Linked DNA regions of Drosophila melanogaster: region 1 is linked to region 2. Evidence: chromatin contacts called from public Hi-C data. All regions are on one chromosome and are shown on one strand. The core of a region is the stretch at or near the end of the contact, and the rest is flanking DNA. Distances in the headings are between cores, read along the strand shown.

Region 1 (4,201 bases), core at 1,018-3,517, 3.7 Mb before region 2:
GTTTGTTGACCACCTTCGTGGTGGCAATCAGGAACTCCACGTTGTTGTCCTCCTGGGCGGCGAGGAAACGCAGCGCAGCTATTTCAGCGAACGTGCATCCGCCCACAAAGCAGACGAGCACCACTCGCGGCACATTCAGTAGGGATCCCTCGCTGACTGTGGTGACCGTATGCCGTCCACCGATGCCCACCAACTGCGCCTGAAAGTCCTCGAACGTCGGTCCGGGCAGGTTATTGATTTGGCTCTTAAGCGTCTGCCAACCCAGCGGTTTGAGCGAATGCTCCACAATGCGCGCGGTCAGCGGAGCGTAGAAGCTGTGCACGTAGCTGATGTCCTTTGGCTCAATTTCAACGTTGTCGTCCACCGTGAGGTGCAGCGTCTGCAAGAGAAAATGATGTTTTGATGTAGCAACATCCTAAATAGCATTCCCTCATATATTCACTCACAAATAACTATATAACTTATAACTAAATATGGTTGGATTACTGAATTGGCGCTCACCTTTCGCAGAACGCTGTAAGCCCGCGACTCTGTTTGCAGATGGAGCAGGCCCGATTTCTCCAGGTTGCTGATGGTGAGCAGCACTTCCAGACCGTACACATGGACCAGTTCGCGCTTGTAGTGGTTAAGCAGCTTCTCCTTGAATCCGGAGGCGGCGTGGCACTGCATGCAGATGAGCCGCAGGACGCGATTCAACTCCACCCTGCAGGCAATCAGGTCCTCGATGTAGGCGCTTGGCTTGTCGATATCTGCGCAGACCATGAACTCCTGCTCGGCAGCCAGGTCGTCAGCGAAGCGCACCGCGTTCACCTGTTCGTGCAGGAGGCCAGCGATGGCCGTATGCTCAGAGGTGGCCTTCTTCTGGGCCATTAGCTGCGGCAGGAGGTTCTCGACGAAGCTCTTGATCTCCTGCACGCTCTTGTCCTGGGAGGTGGCGTGCATCTGGACGTGAATTTCCCGTGCCTTGCGAGCGAGCAGCTTGGTGACCTCGTTGAAGTGCTTGTTCCGCAGCTCCGCGTACAACTGCTCGCCGGAGTGCAGTAGGATGGTCTTTTTCTCGGTGTCACCCAGCAGCGACTGCGATTCCTCGACTCGTGGGCCACTGCCTCCGCCTCCGGGAAGGGCTCCGTCAGAGGGAAAGTTCTCGGCGGGCAGCGTCAGTTTGTTCTGCCGGATGCCGTAGAACTCATCGATAAGCCCCTCGTAGGTGAGTTGTGTGGCCAGCGGGCTGAGCAGATCGATGCTTCTGTCCAGAAGGATCAACTGATCGACGACACCCTTGTCGCCGTTGTACAGAGTCCGCTCATCCCGGCCCAGCTGCTTGGCGTGCTCCCATACCCTGTGCGCAAACTCTCCTTTTCCGTAGATCTTCGGAATGCGACCGTATAGACGCTGCAGCTGCACTAGGCCCACTGCCGCCTGATACAGCGAGCTAGTGTCACCGTCCACACTCACATCGCGGAAGGCATTGGGCATCTCCATCGATACCAGGTCGACATCCAGCGGCAGATAGTTCCAGGCCAGTTCCTCGATGTTTCCGAAGCTGCCCAACACGCCGCTGACCTCCAGTTGGCTGACGCACAGACATGACCGCCTCGGGGCGAACAGGATGTGGTACTGCCGTCCAGCGGCCGCTCTTCCGCCTGCCTTCACGTGGGCGGCCAGCTGCTCCATCAGCGCCACGCGTGGGCGCATCACGTACACCACATTGGCCACCTCGCGCGGCAAATGAAGCTCCGGCTTGAGGGCCAGCAGACGGATGCCTCGATCAGCGAATAACTTTGGCCGGGTAACCAAGTCCAGCGGTCCGATCATGGTCTCGTCCAGCACAATAACCTTGGAACCCTCAATGCGGTCCAGCTGCTGCAGCAGCTCGCGGCAGGCGGCCTCCTGCAGCAACTGCAGGTTGACCCGCTGACCATGGCCCTTCAAGTGGGGGAACATGCTCCTTTCCTCTTGCCAGAAGTGTTGATTCGTATGCTCTGCGGCTTCCGGTCGGTCGCTACCGTGTCCTTGGTGGGCGGTTTGTGCAGTGCGTTGGTGGTGTTGGTGCAACGCCCACGGATTTCGGCTGCAGAAGATCAGGGACGCGACTGTAATCGCTGCAAAGCAGCTGATTTGGACTGCGCCTGCGCTCAGCAGTGCGGTCTTACACTTACCCTTATGGCACGGTCACACTGTCCGCTGCTCTATGGGCCATTCACACTATCACTTGCCTGCAATTTAAAATCAAAACAGTTGCCAGATATAAATTTTGTTGATTAAACAAGAATATAAAGTTAAGATAGAATAAAATAATAGAGGAGTAGTTTCAATTATTTAATCTGTGGGTAGAAAGTATTTCTTATTTATTTTTTATGTACAGCTTTTTTCATTTAACAAAATTTGTATTTTTTCAATGCTTTGCACGCTTTAACGCAAATAAGTTACAGTAGTGGCCAGTCCAGTGTAAACTATGCTAAACGCACCCCTCTTTTTCGCCAGCAACCAGTGTCACCACATCCTCACAATTAAATACCAACAAATGCCAATTTGCATCAAGTTGCTTGTGCTGCTCATTTCAGTTTAAATTGATTCCGAAATTGCTGCAAGCGCGTAAAATAAAATGAGCATCTGCGATTTTAAAACGGCTAAGGATTGAAAAAAAAACTAGAACATTACAAGGACAGATGACAACCCTGTCGCTGCAGTCGGCACTCAAGCAACCCGGAAAAGAACAACAAAATATTGAGAAGAGCGGCGCACTCAAAAAGAGCTCAATTGCCGGTTATAACTGTAAATTGAGAAGCGCGGAACTATAAATTGCCATCTCCGTGATGAGTAAACCCCATGCGCTGCGCGGTGTGCTCGCCAATTTGATCAGCGAGTCGCAGTAAGTGGATTGAGTGCACAGGTGGCCAGTCGATCTAGCCGTTGCTCCTGCACCGCCTCTTTCCCGCCATTGGCACCATAGTTTACTGTCATTTTTTATCCCACAGATCGCCCCTAACTCCGGAGAGCATCATTCGGGAGTTTCGGGCCACTAGTGATCGGCGGCTGCCAGCCTGCGATCTGATCAAAGTCCTGGTGTCCATCAGCGAGAAGCGTCCCAACTTCGCAGAGGTGACCAAGGAGATCTCGCACATTCTGCAGAATAAGGATCCCATGTACGCACTGCTGGTGTTCGTCGAGCGATACAGCGAATGCAAACCAGTCTCCGAGAGCAGCAGTTCCACTAGCCTTTCAGCGATGGGCTTGCCGCACGGAAACAAGACTTCGGATGTTAATTCCGCAGCCGGTTCAGTCCCCACCACATTGGCAATCGCAAGCACCTCGACAATCTTAACCACATCGCAAAACGTATCTGGTTCCACCAGGCTTAGCTTGACCCAGTCCCAGGACTTTCCCACCTCGACGCCGGTGAATTGCAAAAAGGCCACTGAATCCGACACTACACCCGTAGTCTTTGTCAGGCGCGGCCCAATGGACCGTAACCGTGGAGCGGGCAAGGATGAGCGCAACGACTTAAGTGTGGTGAGTGCAGACTAAGTATGGTGTGCTGTTCGCTGCCAATTACTTGGCCCCTTCAAATAATCAATGATCAACCCACACAGATCAAGGAACGTGTGCTTAATGCCGTTTCCGATCAATCCTTGAGCGGCTACCGCTCGGTGACCAACAAAACGGGCAACAGCCCAAAGTCAATGCCGAATGACCTGGTGACGCTAACTGATGTGCCCGATGAGTACCGCACCCATTTACTGTGGGAATACTACAAGGTGGACGGGGACAAGGTGCCGAGGGCAGAGATCGCGGCAATGCCGCTTCTCAGCCAGGAGAGTATGCTGCTCGACGAGCTGCTGCACTGCCTCACGGGCATAAGAGAAAGCCTCCTGGTGCCTCAGAAGCCAATTATTTCTGCCGTTGGCCTGGCCAAATACGACACGGACTTTGACATACACACGCACCTCGATCGCTCGCTGACACACCAGGTGCGGGAAATCTTGCCATTGGCCTCCTACTTCATGGGCGTGCAGAAGATAATCGCGGCTACCGACGGCCTGGGTCAGGTGATGAACTCATTGAATGAGGCACTGCAGGAACTTACACACGACTTCTATGTAAGGATGTGCAATCGTGTCGTGGCAAAATTTTTCCCTAACTAATCTTTTTTTCCACCGAGCCTAGCTGATAATCGTACAAGCCGAACAGGAGCTGCGCC
Region 2 (4,242 bases), core at 743-3,242:
GGTGAGTGCTAGGCTATAAATATTTGAATTTAAGTTGTTCCTAAGCTTACAGTATAGCATATACCTTTAGAACTATTTTCGATTGATCTATTGCCGATTATAAGGAAGGGATTTTGGTATTTTGGTATGTGTTTCATTGCCAAGATCCCATTATTTATATCCCTCTATACGATGTCTATCTATAATTGCAATGCTACGTCACAATATTGGTTTTCCTGATATCTGTAACTCTCTTAATCGCATTTAATTTCTGTGGGAGGAGATATTGCACGACATATGCTCATATCTCTGCTATATTTCGTCATTTTTTTTTGCGCTAAGATTAACAGCTTATCAACAAGAAAGTTTTCGTTTTGAGATAACGCAACTATCTAACCAAATTCAATAATCAAATAATGCCTACCAAATGTCGACTAGGTGTTTTTATTGTTAAGCATGAAATGCAAAAATAGTTCACCATGATCGTCATTTTCATATGAAATAGTTGTCGTCCGCCTTATCAAATCGAAATACTTCCTAATGTAAATGCCTTAATTGAAATGTTCAAAGACACCAAACAGAAACCAGTGGCATTTCAACAACGGCTTGCACTTTTTCCTTAAGTATTTTAACTAAAAGTAACGAGTGCGAGCAAGATGCACGACACTTGTGACGTAGATGCGCAGAAAAGCCTTAAGTTGCGCACTTGATTGTATACTATCTTCTATCAACGGTGCCGTGTTCCTGATGACCAGACTGCTGACTCCAACAAACTAAAACTATATAAATATTTAGATAGTAACATATGATGATTCTCTGCTTTTCAGGTGGACCCTACGCAACTTTTGCGGGTAGAGATGCCTCGCGAAACTTGGCCACTTTCAGCGTGGTTTCAATTGACAAGGATGAATACGATGACCTGAGCGATTTAAGTGCCGTGGAAATGGACTCTGTGCGGGAATGGGAAATGCAGTTTAAGGGTAATTAAATCATATATATATATATGTATATGCTCAGATTCATAGGTAAACTAACGTTCTCATTATGTTATTTAGAAAAATATGAGCTGGTTGGTAAGCTATTGCGCAAGGGCGAGGAACCAACCAACTATGACGATGATGAGGACGAGGAGAATGTTAACAATGATGAACAAGAGCGAAAGAACCTACCCAAGTCGAAAACTGAGACTGATGACACCAAACAAGAAAAGGAAAGTCACATTTTGCAAAGCAATGTAACAAACAAAAATAACGCACAAGATCAGGCCACTCCTTCTACCGACTGTTAGCGAATCGGGTTTTTTGTTTTGCTTTTGGATGTGGCTGTAATAGTTTACTTTCGGTTAGAAACACAACAAAACTAAATAGCATTTCCGACTCTTTTTGATGCTGCCTCTGCTCCTTTAAAATCGAGAACAAGACCTATTTGGAAAACATTTAAAGAACACGCCCCAATTTGAACCGTACAAATCAAGGCATTAAATTTATCGTGAACATTTCAAAAGAATTTAAAACAGATAAAATCGTTTTTGAATGTTATTCTTAGAGTGCAGCCTTGACAAAAGCTATAGTTGTTACTATAATTCACGTTGTGATGTGATCTTGTTCCATATATTATAGTCGTATATTCATACAAATGTAACAAACGGAAATCATAAAATTATTTAAGGAGGAGGCCAATGTGTGGAGGGTATGGGAGTCATTTTCGTGGCAATATAAATTTAAATGTAACTATATTTGAAATACAAATTAAATACTTAAACGTTCAATATCTTTATTTGGGAGGTGGGGGAATCCTGAACTGCAAGAAAAGCAAAAAACAGGTTTTTTTCCTAATAATGGATTTTGATTTATTCCATTTGTTCCCAGTATTTTTTGAAACCAACTTTTCGCATCTTGTTATCGGTGTGAAACGCCCGAAATCGCGGCCACCAGTGGAGACTGGCCGCTACTTCGATAGTTATCATAATGTTATCCCCTTGAAAATGATTTTCTGCAGCTATCGAAAATTTGGTCCGTCTCTGAGAGACTATGTTGGTTCTTTGTGGTTAACAAAATTTTCGGAAAATAATATTGGATTTTATGTAAAATATACATAATAGCCGTGATGACAGTTAGTTTGGTAGCGATGCTTATAACGCGTTGATGCACAATCGATCGTTTTGGCCGTTCGTTGTGCGTTCGGTGTGTGTGGAAAATGTAAAAATGTACGAACAATCGCATACAGTTCACAAAAATTCGTCGTCGTCGTCGTCGTATTTGTATTTGTCGTTGTCGTATTTTGTATGTACGTATGTCGCAATTAGAAAAGTGTAAGTGTGAGCGAGATGACACTATTGTTTCTGTTTCTGCGCTGCTTCTGCAAATCTTTAAGAGAAAAGCCAACTAAAGTTCTGCGAAAGAGTAAAAATAAAAAAGAAGCTGCTTCAAAATGTTCTCTTTAATTAAAAAAAAAATTATTTTATCGTAATTTTATTTGCAAAGGCAACGGTGTGAAACTCTGGTTGAATGGTTTGTGCACTCGCTAGCGGCAGACTTATAGACGGCACGAACACGGAGGCATAGAGAAAAAAGGCCGAAAGAAAGAAGGAAAGCAAGAAAAAAAGCAACAGCAAAAGCAAAACCGAACTGGTGTATATAAATATACATACGTATACTCGTACGAATTTATATGTACGCATGCATGTACGTACATATATGTGCATACATATATTTCAAGAAGAAGAAGGCGAAGAAGCAGCAGAGGAGGAATACGAAGAAGAAGAAGAGTATATGACGAATGATAAAGTGCTAGACAAAATAAATATGGACTATTTTCGGTGAATTCTCATATCGGCTTTATGTTATTTATTTTTTTTATTATATTTTACATCTGTTCTGATTTGTGTGCAATCCCACTGACCCGAAAAAACAATAAGTGTTTGTTGTAAAAAAGAAGTGTGCAGAATTAAATATTATGTGTGTGTGTACAGAAAAAAGCGCAATAGGGAAGTTGACTACAAGAAAAAGAGCAAACGAAATGAAAACAACTTGTACAATTATTATTTTTAACCAAATTAGTGACTCTAATCAAATATGTTAACCGGTCGGAATGTGAAAAACCCCACAGTGGCCACCAAATAACAATATCACGTAAAAACAGTCGGCGCAGCATCGATTTTTTCAAAATACACGCGATTGAATCGGCCGTAGTAGCACCTTAAATCCAATATTTGTAAAGCTTTCTCGCCTTATCGCTGGCATAGAAAACCCCTCCTTCCAAAGAAAAAAAAAAAAAAAGTAAAGAAATATAGATAAAAATAATAGTCGAATGCATTGGAAAAGGTTTGGTCCAGATAGCAATATACATAATAATGCTCATCGATAATTTGTATTCCCAAGGAAAAGGAACTGAAGTGTAATCCACTGGAAGCTTTACGTAGCAAAAGAAATGGACACATCAAATGCCAGCGCTAAATCAAAGACGTCTGCGTCGGGCAGCAGTAGTATTAATGGAATAGGATCCCAAATCAAGCATATATCATCGTCGCAGGACATCGGATCCTCCGTTCCCGCTGTCCCAGTCCAGGATGAGAAGAGCGAGTCGCACTCCCACTCACATTCACACTCCAGCTCCAGCTCACAGTCGTCCCAGTCGCAATCGCAGTCACAGCCACAGTCCACAGTGCTCACGGTAGTGGGCCAGAGTATATCAAAGAGTTCGACCGGCGCCCTGGCGGTACTGCATCTTCCTCCGCCGACGGCGACCGCCTTAGTTCAAGCAAGTGCCAATATAGCCGATCTGGGCTCCATGCCTCGTGCTCGGCCATCGTTTGTATCGAACACCTCCTCGACGGCGGCGACGACGACGACGGCGACGTCGGCATCGGATGGCGGCAAAACCATGGCCGTGGCAGCGATTCCCCCGGCATCACCTGTCTCCATATCGGAGCCCACCTGTCCATCTGTTTCGACGGTATCGATGGCTCCCAGTGCCTGTGACTTTGACTCCGACACGGAACTCTCGATTGTGGCAGCTGCAGCGGCCGTCTCCGCCTCAGCCGGCATAGATTCGCGATCCCCGACGTCTCCTCCGACGGCGGCGGGATCCACAATAATGCCACAGCTGAATTCCAGTGCGGGAGGCACTGCTAGCATAGCCGGTAATCAGTCCGGCTTCGGAGCGGGATCAGGAGCGGTGGCTGCTGGGAATACCAATGGCCACAGCACCACCTCCAGTAGCAGTACTCATCTGAGTCTGAATGCCAAGCAACAGCGCCAGCAG

What was found. A called contact is a pair of places that touch in the nucleus more often than the background predicts.
Region 1: a contact with region 2 is called in a Hi-C map of the Kc167 cell line, with 2.4 times the contacts expected there. The contact joins the promoter of car here to the promoter of tay in region 2. A contact is called at or near these places in 4 of 107 Hi-C or Micro-C datasets (the Kc167 cell line, the S2 cell line, larval brain and 1 more).

Annotation. Positions count from the first base shown.
Region 1 is chrX:19,564,085-19,568,285 of dm6, reverse strand. car (carnation) reads right to left here and starts at 2,267. Exons shown (of 3, transcript NM_167664.2): 1 at 2,160-2,267; 2 at 502-2,071; 3 at 1-379. The coding sequence starts at 1,944. It overlaps Grip84 (Gamma-tubulin ring protein 84), which reads left to right and starts at 2,688. Exons shown (of 5, transcript NM_001298515.1): 1 at 2,688-3,513; 2 at 3,594-4,100; 3 at 4,168-4,201. The coding sequence starts at 3,145.
Region 2 is chrX:15,885,061-15,889,302 of dm6, reverse strand. tay (tay bridge) reads left to right here and starts at 1,992. Exons shown (of 14, transcript NM_001272656.2): 1 at 1,992-2,265; 2 at 3,360-4,242. The coding sequence starts at 3,409. It overlaps MSBP (membrane steroid binding protein), which reads left to right. Exons shown (of 4, transcript NM_132859.4): 2 at 1; 3 at 807-959; 4 at 1,035-1,736. The coding sequence ends at 1,267.